Linked DNA regions of Mus musculus: regions 1 and 3 are each linked to region 2. A link is a contact called in public Micro-C and promoter capture Hi-C data. All regions are on one chromosome and are shown on one strand. The core of a region is the stretch at or near the end of the contact, and the rest is flanking DNA. Distances in the headings are between cores, read along the strand shown. Region 1 overlaps Gm36574 (a long non-coding RNA gene). Region 2 holds the start of Hivep3 (human immunodeficiency virus type I enhancer binding protein 3). Region 3 holds the start of Scmh1 (sex comb on midleg homolog 1).

Evidence for each region. Promoter capture Hi-C pulls out the DNA fragments that hold promoters and counts their contacts. Hi-C and Micro-C count contacts between places; a contact is called where the count stands out from the background.
Region 1: a promoter capture Hi-C map of hippocampal neurons shows a contact between it and region 2, with 4 times the contacts expected there. The contact joins the enhancer-like site here to the promoter of Hivep3 in region 2. A contact is called at or near these places in 3 of 39 promoter capture datasets (hippocampal neurons, liver and stem cell-derived epiblast-like cells), 1 of 15 datasets of contacts at CTCF or cohesin (the NIH/3T3 cell line), 1 of 484 Hi-C or Micro-C datasets (cortical neurons), 2 of 115 datasets of contacts at active chromatin or transcription factors (astrocytes and stem cell-derived neural progenitor cells) and 1 of 9 other capture datasets (adipose tissue).
Region 3: a contact with region 2 is called in a Micro-C map of embryonic stem cells, with 5 times the contacts expected there. The contact joins the promoter of Scmh1 here to the promoter of Hivep3 in region 2.

Annotation. Positions count from the first base shown.
Region 1 is chr4:120,368,777-120,373,230 of GRCm38.p6, reverse strand. All of the region lies in intron 3 of Gm36574 (a long non-coding RNA gene), which reads left to right. Among named protein-coding and RNA genes, the nearest start is that of Gm36574, 26 kb to the left of the region's middle. Within about 2 kb of position 3,125, at least 73 of the 459 cell types and tissues checked have an H3K27ac peak or open chromatin away from gene starts, as enhancers often do. A contact at or near this core is called in the NIH/3T3 cell line, astrocytes, hippocampal neurons and 1 more, where this site is marked.
Region 2 is chr4:119,813,186-119,818,065 of GRCm38.p6, reverse strand. It overlaps Hivep3 (human immunodeficiency virus type I enhancer binding protein 3), which reads right to left and starts at 3,388. Exons shown (of 9, transcript NM_010657.3): 1 at 3,276-3,388.
Region 3 is chr4:120,403,422-120,407,845 of GRCm38.p6, reverse strand. It overlaps Scmh1 (sex comb on midleg homolog 1), which reads right to left and starts at 2,498. Exons shown (of 18, transcript NM_001379185.1): 1 at 2,390-2,498.

The DNA of each region.
Region 1 (4,454 bases), core at 1,876-4,375, 560 kb before region 2:
AGAGAGAGACCTCAGAGGGGAAATTAGGGCTGCAGGGAACAGGGGGAGGTGGAGGGAGACCTGGTCCCAGGTGTGCGAGAGATCCAGAGCTGCTGGGCAGGCACATGGGAAAGAGCAGAAAGTAGGTCAGTCACACAGGAGACAGAGCATGAAATTAATGAGCTCATGGGAGTTGGAGTAGTCACCTTCCAGGAGGGCAGTGAAGGAGGCGGAGAGTCCCTCTGGGAGAGATCTTGAGGCCTGAGGGGCTGGAGCAGGTGGGAAGTGGTTGGACCATAGAGTTTCCTTTCTAGTGCTGAGCATTGCGGGAAGGGGGGCAGTTATATCAGCTGGGCAGCAGAAGGGAATGATAGTGTCCTCAGGGGCCCAGACTGAGGTGTCAGACATGAGCTCTGTGGGGGCAGAGGGCATGTTTGCTCTTCAGATGCTGACATTCCTGCTGCCCAGGACAGTGCCTGGCACAGGATTGGCATGCTGAGGGGATACATGAGGAGAAGCCGCCCTGCCTTGTGCATTGCTGTGTAGCTCAGGGTGGAGGCGGAGGAGAGGGTTCAGAGGCATCAGCCGAGTTCAGCATCACCTGCTGAGTGGCTGCCAGGTGCCATCTCTGCCCTGGTGTTGAGCACACCATGTGTAAGAGAGGGGCTTTCCTGTGAAACTCACCATCTAATAGAAAAGCTGGCTATGAGTGACTTTAACAACATGTGCTAAGCACAGAAGTGGATGGCTGATGGGGACCAAGAGAAGGGGAGTTCTGTAACATTTCTCTGAGTAAGGAATTGCTGGGGATGTGGAGGCTGTCAAAGCTTAAGTGCATATACCAACATGTGTGTGCATACACACACACACACACACACACACACACACACTTAAAAATATATGTCCAGGCATAGAGGTGCATCCCTGTAGCTTCTGGTCTTGCGTAGTAGGAAATGAACAATTTCAAGTTCAGCCTTCGCTACATAGAGTTCAAGGCCAGCTTAGGCTAAATACTGTGTTTATTGACTCTGCTATGTCTTGCATATTGAATGTCTCCCAAAAGCCCATGTATCAAAGCCTCGGTCTCTTACACGGTGGTATTAGGAGGGAGGTGCTGTGGAGGGGAAGCCTAATGGGTGTTTCTTAGAGCATGGAAAGACTGACGCCAAAGGGAATTGTAGAGCGCTGGCCCTTTCTCTCCTCTGCTTTGGCTGCCTGGGTAGTGAGGCGACTGATTTTGCCCGGGCACACACACTCTTGCCCCAGGCCTAAAGCAGTGGAACTGATGGATCATGGGTCAGAACTTGCAGAACATTTTTCTGAAATAAATGTTTTCTCTTCATGAGTTGAGTACCTCAGGTTGTTTGTTATAGCCTCAGCAAGCTGTCTACTTGGCTCCCTTCTTCCCTCCTACAGGGTGACATGAAATTCATTTGGGTGTCAGGGCCCTCGCCTAGAACTCTTGAAGGAGGGGGAGGGTTGCTAAGTAGGAAGGCTTCAATCTCGTGATGCCTTACCTCCATGTTCCTCAGTTCCTTTAGAAATGTATCTCCTCCAAGAGGGGCTGGCCCAAGTGTCAAGTAAGACTGTGAGGACATTAGGACAGGATGCAGATCTGGTCGGGCTCTGCTGGGGACAACAGTGAATATGACATGTGCCACAAGTGTTCACAACAGGAAGAAGAGTGAGTGAATATGCCAAGTGCTGCCCCACTCAGAGACCTTGAGCATCTGCCTGGGTCTTAGATCAGGGTTACCTGCTGCTGACTTGGTTGGGCCCTGTGTCTGGGGTATCTTTAGTGGTTCTGGCCTGACCAGGTCGTGGTAATCAGAGTTGCCCCATAAGCTGCTCCGTCTAGCCAGGCCCTTGCAATCAGAACTCTCCAACCTGAAGTACCCAACTTGTCCTGCTTAGGATAGAGTCTTGTCCATGCCAGTCCAGCCCTCAGTGTGGGCTCACAAGCTTTTGGGGCAGGTCAGGTATCATGGCGCCAGTTTACAGATGAGAAGGGAGAATAAAGTGACTCACTAAGGCTCTTCAAAGAGGGTGTGTGTGGAGAACTAAGCTCACAGTTATGTCAGGCCAATTCCAAGACATCTGAGAGGGGGTGTATAAAGGCATAGCAGGGGCTGGAAACTTCAGGGAGAAATGGAAACACATACAAGCAGGACCTGAGTCCTCCTTTCCTGAGGACACTTCTGACCTCCAACCCCAGATCTGTCAGCCTGTCAATGAGAAGGTTCTGTGCGCTCTGATGGATAAAACCAGAGGGTTTTAAATCACAGGCCCAGAGCAAGGTGGACCCTGAGGCTTTCTGCTTTGGTCCACATCCATCAGTAAGCACTCAAGGATATAATTCCAGGCAACACCCTGGGCGCTGTGTGTGTGTAAAGGAGACTCCAGCATGTGCACATATCCTGCTTCTCTAGGACTTGGTCTGGTGGGCTTTTCTACTTTGTCACAACTGACATTTCAGGCGAGGTAATCCTTGAGGGATGCTGTGCAGCATAAGAGATGTTTAGCATCTCTGGCATTTGCTATCTCTGGATAGTCACATCCTCCAGAGGTGGCAACCAAAGCTGTCTCCAGACATTGCCAAATGTCCCCTGGAAGCAAAACTCCCCTGGGGCACACATGCTAACATAGTTTGCTGGGAGCTGCATCAGAGACTAGTCCATAGAGGACAGTGCGTGAGAAGGGTAAAATTAGCCCCTCAAAATTGGCCAGTGGAGATAGAGTTCACTTGCCTGAGAAGCTGGGATTCAGTCCTAGACTCTCTATACCTGGCCCAAGTGCTGCCCTGCCCACACCTCCCCACTTCTCTCCAAGTCCACCCACTGCCCTCAGCTCCCCCAGGAGGACAGATTCTGCTCTGGGAAGCCAGCCCTGGTGCTTTGAGCAGCTGGTCTCCTCAGCCCCGGACTGGTCTCTTAGCCTGCCATAGAGTTGGTGCCTAATAAGCTTTCACGCATGTTAGGAAAGGCTCTGTCTGTCCCCTGAGATGGCCCTCTGAAAGCCGACTGGGTGGCCACTTAAGTGCTGTGCTTATGCGAAGAACAATACTTCAGCAGAGTGCTTTGGCGTAAGTGCTTCCAGGTCCCCCACTCCACAGAAGCTGCAGCGTGGGAAGGAGATGGCTCTGCAGCGGCTGAGCCTACAGACTGGGCTCTTAGCAATACCCGGACCAGCTGTGGGCCCCCCTCCAGCCCTTGAGCCTGCGGGCGATGCTTCCACTTCATTATCTACAGGGGTGAGGGGCACTGCCATGCCTTCCCTTGTCTCCTAGTGCCCAAGGGACCAGTGAATGCTCAAAGGCAGGGGTTTCTCAAATGAAGCATTTGCATGTTAACTGTTTTCTGAGTTTCCAAGGGCAGTCTGTGGGGTAGGTCAGCGTTCTGTTTTTACTTTCTTTTTAGAATGACTACTTGAATAGTCATCCACACACTTAATGAGAGTTACTCTGTGCTCAGAACTCAGCAACGGGCAGACTGAATGCAGGCAGGACGGAGACAAAAGTACATTCAGAACAATGCTAAGGCTGAGAAAGCCGGGCAGGTGCTGAGCTTCAGGTAGGGAAGACCTCTCTCCAGAAGGTGACATTTAATTAAAACCCTGAAGGCAATCGGAGGGAGGGTTGCACAGAAGGTACTGCAGGCAGAGGCCAAAGCAAAAACTACCCCTAGGGTCCAGAAGAGTGGTGAGGTGGCCGGTAGCAGTTGGGGGTATAGATGAGGGACAGTGGGTGGGAAGGGAGGATGGGGGTGGGAAAGATAAAGGTCAGGGAGGGGAGAGGAGGGAAGGGGAGGGAGGGAGGCAAGAACTTTGGCTCTTGTCCTAGACTGGTGGGGGAGGGGCAGATGGCCCCAGTGGTTGCTTGAAAGTGAGTCACATGCTTGCTTTCAAATTTTATTCAGAACACAGAAGGAAGTTGATCCCACTTTGCTACTTTTCTGGAACTTTCTCCTGGTCAGCAACTGGAGTCACACAGCCAAGTCCTTGATGAAGCCAGGCCCTGGTTTGTCCCCTGCGGTTTCCATCAGGCCTTTCCCACCCACAGCTTACTCCAGTCCACTCCAAATCTTCATGGAAACAAGCAGAGAACATTTCCCAGTGATTTAAAAGGACTTCTGTGCCACCAAAGAGTATCGTTTACTCTTACTTTAATGGGTGAATGTCCCTCTACCCAGATGTCCTTGGAACACGGAGACAAAAAGAAGAGCTTGCTAGATCAGAAGGCCTGAGATCTGGTCTGGATTATGTCGTGTTGTTGCTGTCTGATTTTCCACTTTCCCCGTTTTGAATTTTCTTAACTGCCCAGAAGTCAGATGGAGCCAACCCTGCCTGCTACTTCCTTCCTTGTACCTTCATGCTACAGTGGAAGCCAAGGGCCCCTAGGTGGCGCACCTTCCTAGGCTCAGTCTCCCATGAGCAACTGCTAAAGGAGGCTAGAAGATTTGGGGGAAATGGAGGGGCAA
Region 2 (4,880 bases), core at 2,139-4,638:
AAAAAAAAAAAAAAAAAAAAAAAAGAAAATACATGAAAGTTCCAAGATCATTTTCTCAGGATTCTCAAACGTTAAATCAAAACTTCTCTAATAATATATAGTATAGTCCTATTAAATGCCAACCAAAGATCACCAAGTTCCCAGCAGGACTTCATAGTTGTACTATGATTTGATTGGCAAGCCTCTGGCTATCCAGAAACTTTAGGGGGTTCTGGTAGTCAGGCTATTTTCTTAAATAGCTGCATTTTCTCTCCAAGCACCATGCTAAACAGAAACCAACAACAACTCATTTGGTTTGTGCTCCTGATCCATCTGCCTTCTTAAACAGGGCACAAAAACATCCATTAAACTGCTCTTGGTATACACGGGTCAAAAGATGCATCAAAATATATAACATTTTATTAAGTTGCTTATATGCTTCTACTAATTTTAAAAGTCCACATTTTGGATTCTTATAGCCTTTAGACATAATTTTTCAGTTTCTCTTGTTTCTAGCTTTATTATATTTATTATTACTGATGTTTGGTTAAAAAAACTTCCCTAACCCTTTTGCCCAGCTTTAATGATTTCTCCAGATTTTCTAAGTGCATTTAGCAAGGCGCTTAGAATTTTAAATTAAATGCTGAGTCCTGAAAGAGGGTCTGAAATTCGCACCAACAATAGAATCAGGGTGAAGTTCACACCCACAGCCTGGTGATGGCTGTCTCTCTGCTTTACACCTCACGGCTGTGCAGTCCAGACTGGGTGGCACCTACAATGCCTCCCAGCTGCAGAGCTCAGGGTACTTTCTGATCTATCTCATCCTCTTCTCAAAGTTCTAGTCCTTCCACCAGTGCTACAGACGAAGAGCAGAGCTGCTTGCTCAGGGAGCCAGGTTCCCTGCCCTGCCTGTCCTGGTACAGTTAGGGAGTGGTAAAATGTGCCCTGGGTAGTAGACTGGAAACCGGTCTGTCAGGGCCTAGGGGAATAAGTAAATAAATAAATAAATAAATAAAACCCTGAAAGACACCAAGGAACTTGCTGAGCAGGAAGAAAGACAAGTTGAAAGCTATCTAGTTGTCACACAGCTTTCTTAATGTTATCTTCCATCAAGTTGAATCTTGGAATCTGCCAGGACTTCAGACTAAATGTATCTCCTCTTGCCTGAACCTTTCACACACTAAATGCCTCCCTGGCTCATTTGGCAGGGGTCCAAGAGCAGCTTACACTTCTGCACTCTGAGGAGGGTGGCCACTGCTGTAATACAATGGGCGGAGACAGCTTGACAATAGTGCCAATTGAGTACATCTTGATCTACAGAGCGCACAGTAGCAGTTAGCCTTTAAAGCAACAACGCTCCCATCACCCCCGCCCCCACCAGCCAACTGCTGTACCAGAGTCTTGAGGACCAGAAAATAATTTTAGCCTTAGGAGGTCAGATGTAGTCACCAGTTTAACAAACCTGCCCACCAGCCCCAGGAGGAACAGATAAGGAACATGATCTCGGTCTCTATATTAAGAGCTCTGTGGACTGTGGGTACTTTACAGAGTTGGGTGGAAGGGAGAACTAAACTCTCCTGCCTGCAGAGCTCCTCACAGGACAGCTATCCTCCTACCTTGTAAAACCTCCAATATTGCAATGCAAGGATGGAAAGGGCATCCAGCTCCCAAGGCTGCACTCAAGCAGATCCACCAACATGGGGCTCGCTCCACCCCAGAGAAAAACTCTCCACAGCGAGCAGGACAGACTTTTCTTTGGCCCTTCCTCTGGAGGCACCTAAGTGGCTACCCTAGACCCAGTGTCCTTTATCCTCTTGAGTTAGGAACCTGAGGGCCCCGCAGAGGTGGCTATATCCTTCTCCATGAACAGAGAGGGGTGAGATTACAACACAAAGTTCAGACAAGCATCACCTGGGCAGAAATCAGTGGGAAAGTTTGAGATCAACACCAACCCAATTCTGAGACCTCTGTCCTCAAGCAAGAATCCTGCTCTTTGCCTGTGTTCTTGACCCTCAAATTGTTCAAATGATTCTTCCTTGTCCCCACATGCTTCCTGCTGTCATCCCACACATAATTACATAAAGACATTATAAACAACAAAAGCACCCAACTTGAGTGCAGAGGGCTGATGCTAGTATTTGGGCACTGGGTCTGATCATTAGTTGGGATTACATAATTACATAAACATGGGTTGGAGAACACTTCTGTAGAGGTTAGTTCAACAAATGCCTTGTTCTCATTCTCCCATCCCTCCACTCCCCACCCCCACCCCAACAACAGAAGGCAAGCCTGGGTTAAAAAAAAAAAAATCAAAACATGCCTGATATCTCCGGGGCACCTGGCTACCGCCTTGCAAAACCAAAGGCTGCCAGAACTTTTGAGATGCAAAGCACAAAGAGGACCACAGTACCACTCCTCTAAGCCAGCAGGCTCTTGTGCAAACATTGTCCCCAAAGTTCAAGGGCAGGTCAAGCCACAGAAAGGGTCCTGACCCTGACAAGCAGTATAAACCAAACCAGCCAGCTTCAAGGAAGTCCATACAGATCTCTGAGTTCCTCTACTCCACTACTTCTGTCCCAGCCACCAGTCTGGTTGCCCATCACCTCCCCAGGGGCCGTTTGTCACCAGCAGTGTTCCCATTTTAAAATATGGTGAAATGTGGGACATCTAGGAAGGGGCACCTGCTTTATTAGTGACAGGGCAAGACATTCCCCCAACCCCCACTCCCACTTCAGTTTGGTGTGGTGTAGTGTGCTTTGGGGAGAGGACTGACAAGGTGTGATTCTCCCCTCACCCCCCACCCACCCCCGTGGAATCGTTTTCAGGGGGTGGCAGGATTGCGAGCAGGGAGAAAAATCTCTCCCTTCGGTCCTGGCACCCAGCATCAGACCAAAATGATCCTTCTACCAAGCACTTAATAGACATCTCTGGGGCCTGACCCTTCCTAGAGCAGCAGCCTGGCCCAGGAGCCAGGTCTGCAGCGCAACGCAGCCGAGCTATCGCGGGGGGCGCGCGGCGCGCACAGGGTTACAGCCCAGCCACGGCTGCGAGTGATTGACGCGCGGGGGTCACTTGAGGTTCGCGCTCCCCCAGCCAGGCCGAGCGCGCAGACCACCGCGCACACTGTGGCCACCCTGCCAGCCCCGCCACCCAGACACCTGGCGTGAGAAAGGCAGCGACAAAATGGAATCCCAGCACTGTGGCACTTCCCGGTGGCGGCCGCGGGAGAAAACACAATCAGGGAAAAATAAAGCGCAAGGAATCCATCCGCGGAATAAAAACCCAGAGTCCCCTACCTTCAGCCTTGGGGTAGCAAGCTGGTCCTGTGTGTTCTCTGACCCACGGATCCAGCACCCTTCTTCAATTATTCCGGTCAGTCGGGATATTGTGCATTTTTTTTCATAAACACCTGTTTCAAGTAAGGGGTAAAGACCTTATTGAAGGAATTGCTCTTAAGAAATAACCTGTGCGTATGTCTGTCCATCCAGGCGTGCATGCGTGTTTGTATACACACATATGCACACGGAATACTCATGTACACTGGAGCACCAAACTAGGCAGGGGGATAATGGGAGAGTCGGCTGGTGGTGAGCATGCTCGCGCCGGGAACAGATCCACCCTCTGTTATTCCTCTGAATAAATATAAATCACGATCAGAAACCCAAACAGAAGCATCCCTCTTGAATTCCTGCTGGAAACACGGAATAAATTCAGCCCGCAGACACAGAATCTAATCAGCAGCTGCTTTCTGAATCCAGAGCCAACCCATGCCCCGCTTGTCTTTTCCACTAGGAGTCCAGACCTTTTTTTTTTTTTTTTTTAAGGGGTTTTAACCTTTTAAAGATACAGTACACCAATTATCACTTGAATAGCATGGCTGGGAATACTGAAAGAAGGCAGGCAGCACCAGGCCTATTGCCACACAGGGCAAATAGCAGGCAGTAACAATGTTCATTGACATCCATATATCTGCACACATGGATAATACATTACATGGTGGGAGAAACATATGCAAATACAGGATATATGCGAAGCACATGTTTGTTGCATGATGGGCTTCCCAATGATGAATAGCACTGCACATGAACACTTCTAAACATTCATGTTTAATAGGTCAGACTCTCGGCAGACTTTTCAAAACAGGGGTCACCCCTCTGGGGTCCCTTATTGCTCCTGAAGGGCCAGAGTGTCACTGCTGAAGGCAGTGAAGTGTCTACTGAAGCTCACCCTCCACCTCCAGCTTAATCCCAGAGCATGCCTCCCTGCCCTGCCCTGCCCCGCCCCGCCCCGCCCCGCCCCGCCCCGCCCCGCCCTGCCCTGCCCCGCCCTGCCCTGCCCTGCCCTGCCCTGCCCTGCCCTGCCCTGCCCAAGTCTCAGGGAACTGAAAGGTGTTCCCAGCCCACAGGATGGTTCTGGCACCATTTCTGATCCACCTTGAGATTCAGCCCCAGTTCCCGTTCTAGGACAGGTTTTCTTCTACTTACATCGGAAATTGAAACTGCCACCTGGGCTTTGGTATTTGACTATTCTGATCTGGCTCCTCTTTACATTTTTGTTAGCAAGGTTTCATTGCTGTCATTGTTCTGTTTTTAACTTTTTTGGGGGGGGCGGGGTCTGGGGGGGGGAGGTTGGAACAAAGTTGAGCATGAAGGTTGAACAACAGTGCAGGGAGATAAACCACCCCCAGCCTAAACTGTGCATGCCAACTACTTCAGCCACCCAGATGGCATCTAATCCAGTTTTGTTTTAGCTTTTAAAGAGGTACCACTGAGAAAAAACAAAAAGTAACTTTACTCTTACTTGAAAGGAAGAGCCTTATTTCAAGCCAAGAGCCCCAGAGGATCATCCCGGGCATGCTACCTGCCTCCTGCTCCTGACCATCAGCAGGCTCCTCCATCACT
Region 3 (4,424 bases), core at 1,249-3,748, 590 kb before region 2:
CCTCATCACCAGAGCCTAGGCTCATCCCTCCCCATAGCCTTCCCTCAAAGCCTGGCTAGTTCAAAAGCCCTCACTCTCCATGCAGTGCTTAACTTTTATTGAGCTAGCCTGTGTAAGCACCACATTGGTCCAGCTCCACAATGTTACAAATGTCCCACTTATCTGTGTGTCCAGTCTACACCATACATAACTCAATGCCTGACACATGGTAGTATATAAGTATAAAGGTTACAATACAGCAAGTTTAAATTTCATTGTAATGTTCATATCAGAGTTTTCCCAGTTTTGAATCCTTACCCTGGAGGGTGCAGTTCTGTACAGAATGGCACCATATAATTCTTTAACAAGTTACACAAAAGTGAAACAGTATTTGCACAAACTAACATTCCAGAAATTAAAATCTGACATGTGTGGAGCTGGTGAGATAGCTCAATGTTTAAGATCATGTATCTCTCTTCCAGAGGAACCAAGCCTAGCTCTTAGCACCCAACTGTTATCTTACAACTCTCTATAACTCCAGTTGTAGAGAAATCTTATTCCTCTAGCCTCCATGGGCGCGCGCGCACACACACACACACACAATTAAAAAGCAACACCTTTAAAATTTTGACTTATGTGCTACAAACTTAAAAACCACTAACCAATTCAAAAAACAAAGACATAAGTACAAAGATAAACACAGTTCTGACTGCTGGTATGCGCTTGCCTTAGTTACAAAAACAGTGAAACTTTGCTCAGATCTTGAATGAGGTCCCAGCCACAGATCTTAGCATTTTATCTACAAAGCCATCACTTCCCTAATGGGCTTAAGAAATTACTTGTTTGCAGGGATGCTTAGGCAAAGGTCTAAAAAACTAATAAAAGATCCGTTTTAAGTACTTTAACCCTACGTACCACCAAGGCTAAGAATTAAACTTTAAAAAAAAAAAAAGGAAAAAAAAGGAATGCTTTTTTAATGAGCAACAGAAAGTGTTTTTTTCACAGCAAGTTGAGGCCTTCTGCTGGCAGGGAAAAAAAGCAGAGTTCATTGTCATAAGGCAGTTCTCTCTCCAAGCAAATATTAAATTGCAGTTTGGCACCAATCTAGGTCTCAGTCCTTTTTAGAGCAAAAATAATAAGCTCTTTTATCTGCATGATATATTACACTGTACAATCTTTTGATATACATTAGCTCACTTGATGAAGTGTTCAATTTTTCAAAGGAAGAGAAACCACAAAACAGGATGATCTCTTTTAGCTTGGGGGAACACATGCTACTACTATACAGCTTTTCCCTCTCCCCTCCCTACCCCCACCCGCTAAGTTCAACGCAGTACGAAAATGAGGAAGGGAGAGTACTTTTTATTTAAGGTCAGTCCTTTAGGGTCAAAGCTCTTCCCTTAGAAATGATTGAGCTTGGTCTCTCTGCTCACAAGAAGCTCTTCTGTGGGGGCAATATGGGCAAACCAGTGCTCATCAAAGGAGCGGATCAAAGACCAGAGTAAAGAAAAAGACTAAAGGAATTGGGAGTTAGCCAAAATAAGACTCAGGGGACACGATTACTATCTTCACTCTTAACAGCTGCCCAAGAGGAAACGAAGCAGAAAGACGAGAGACAGCCGTTCCTTTCTACCTATAACCAAATCCATCCAGGACCAGACTGGACGGCCTTACTTTAGAAAGGTTATTAGGACTAGGACGGAGAGCCGTCCTAAAAGGTTCGCCAAATTATTAGGGTATTATTTGGAATTTTTAAAGATAACTTCCTTCCCGAATAGGATAAGAGTAGGGGGAGCCTGGATGACTCTCAGATCTCTTCGCTTTGGGGTATGTTTTGGGGTTCACCTATCTACTAGGGAACTCCTTCCCCTGCTGTGCTCTAAGGTTGTCCGCCGTTCCCTGTCTCAGGTTCGAAACCTTCTGTAGCCGCCGGGTGTTTGCCCGGCTCCAGGCAGGTGACACAAGTGAGTCTCCCCCACCCCGCCCCCAGCCCCGGGACCCCTGAAGAAAGCTCCAAGCCCACTGTGTTCACGACCCCCGGTGCTCCGCTGCTGGGACCCAGGCGAATCTCTCTGGCGACGCGTCCCAGCAGCCCGAAAGAGCCCCCGCACTGGGCCCGAGCCAGGCTTCCCGGTTCCGCCCCAAGCCCTGCTCCCCGCTCGGAAGGGGCCCTGTGCGGGGACTCGCGCGCCGCGCCCCCGACCGACCCCGACGCGTCAGGCCGCCGCCGGACACTGGGCCCGAGCAGATGCGGCGCAGGCCGCCGGGGTTCTGGCCGGGTTGACACGGCCGCCGGAGGGCCGCGGACACAGACACCAGGGTCACCGGGCGGGGACTCGCTCCAGCCCGTGGCCGTAAGGCGGGCCTTGAGGGGCCCGGACCGGGCCGGGGGTGGCAGTGAGGCGCTTACCTGAGGGCGACAGCGGCGCGGGGCGCGGGCGGCTCACTCCCATCCAGCCGCCATGTTTCCGCTGCGCAGGGAGCGAGCGAGGACGCCGGCAGGGGCGGGCGACGGCTCTGGAGAGCGGCTCGGCTGAGGCGGCGGCGGGAGGCGGGGGGCTCCACCGAGGCGGCGGCGGCGGCGGCGGCGGCGGCCGAGGGGCGGGGGGCGGGGGCGAGAGCTGCCCAGCCCCGCCCGCCAGAGACTCCTGCCGCGAGGTGGCGCGCGCCGCGGCCGTTGGGTTCTCTCGCGCGCGCGCGCGGGGCGGCGGGAAGGGGCGACCCCTCGCGCCTTCCCCCCGCCTCGCGACCGCCAGCCCTAAAAAAAAAAAAAAAAAAAAAAAAAAAAAAAAAAAAGCCGCGACCCACTGGATTGCTCGCGTCTCCCAGACAAGTGAATGACGTCCTCTGAGGTCCCAGGTTCGAATCCCGTCGGCCCTCAGCCCCCACCCAGCTGGTGGCCGGCTGTGGAGTAATCTTAAAAGAGTTCCTTCGCACCTTTAGTCTTTCCAATGCGCAGGCGGGAGGAAAACTACTATGAGGAGAAAACCAGTGCGCCCCAAAAGGTGCAACAAGACTAACAAAAGCAGGCCTTCACTTTTGCCCCGTAGTAGGCTTTGAATGTTAGCGTGCTAGGTACTACAGTGGCTAGGGTCCTTCCAATGATGCTACCCCACCCCACACACAATTGTGTCTCAAGAACGTTATGTTTTAGCCCGCGGAAACTGAAGTTCATGGGGGTGGGGGGGAGAGCTACGTCTCCAAGATCACACAATTTTACTGGCTGTGCTCTTGCCTGGAGGTCAGGTGTTAAGGGAAATGCTGGTTGATTTTTATCAGCCTGAAACAAATCTACTCTTATCTCAGAAGGTGGAATCTCAGTTGCATAACAGTCTCCATCAGAATGGCCTATAGGCAAAGTCTGGGTGGGCATTTTCTTGTCTAATGATTGATGTGGGAGGTGCTACCCCTGGGCAGAGGTGGTCCTAGGTGGTATAAAGAGAGGCCAATAAAGGATGTTGCTCCATAGCCTAGCTTCATTTCCTGTCTCCCTGTTGCTGTTCTCACCTCCCTCAGAGATGAACAATGTTGTGGAAGTGTAAGCCAAATAAACCATTTCCTCTCCCAGGTTGCTTTTGGTAGGGGTCTTTATCACAGCTATGGAACTCACACCAGAACCAGAGAGTTCCGGGAAAGCAGCCCTTACTTAGCCCGAAGCTCATTCAATCTGGTTCCTAGAGGAAGCTGCAAAGAAAGGCTTCTCAGGATGAGGAGAGACTGAGAGCAAAGGTGTGGCAGGGATGGCTATCAAGAGTCTGAGAGGCTCTGGGAATCTGGTGGTGATGCTGTTAATGTTAGAGAATGAAGGGAAGCCAAAGCACGGCAGATCCTTGCACATCTACACTAGAACTTCAATTTTTTTTCCTCTCTCTCTTCTATTGGATATTTTCCTTATTACATTTCAAACGTTATCCCCTTTCCAGGTCTCCCCTCCAAAAACCCCCTATCCTATCCCTGCTCCCCCAGCCTCTATGAGGGTGCTCCCCCACCCACCCACACACTCAATGCCTTCCCTCCTTGACATTCCACGACACTGAGGGATCAAACCCCTAAGGCCCAAGGGCCGCTCCTCCCACTGATGTCCAACGAGGCTATCCTCTGCCACATATATGGCCGGAGCCATGGGTCCCTCCCTGTATACTCTTTGGTTGGTGATCCAGTCCCCGGGAGCTGGGGGGGGAGGGGTCTGGCCAGTTGACACTGTTGCTCCCCCCATAGGGCTACAAACCCCCTCAGTTCCTTCAGTCCCTTCTCCAATTCCTTCATTGGGGACCCCATGCTCAGTCCAATAGTTGGCTGCAAGCATCTGCCTCTGTATCTGTCAGGCTTTGGCAGAGCGTCTCAGGAGACAGCCATATCAGGCTCCAGTCAGCAAGCACTTTCTAGCATCTGCAATAGCGTCTGGGTTTGGCAACTGTATACGGGATAGATTCCCAAGTGGGGCA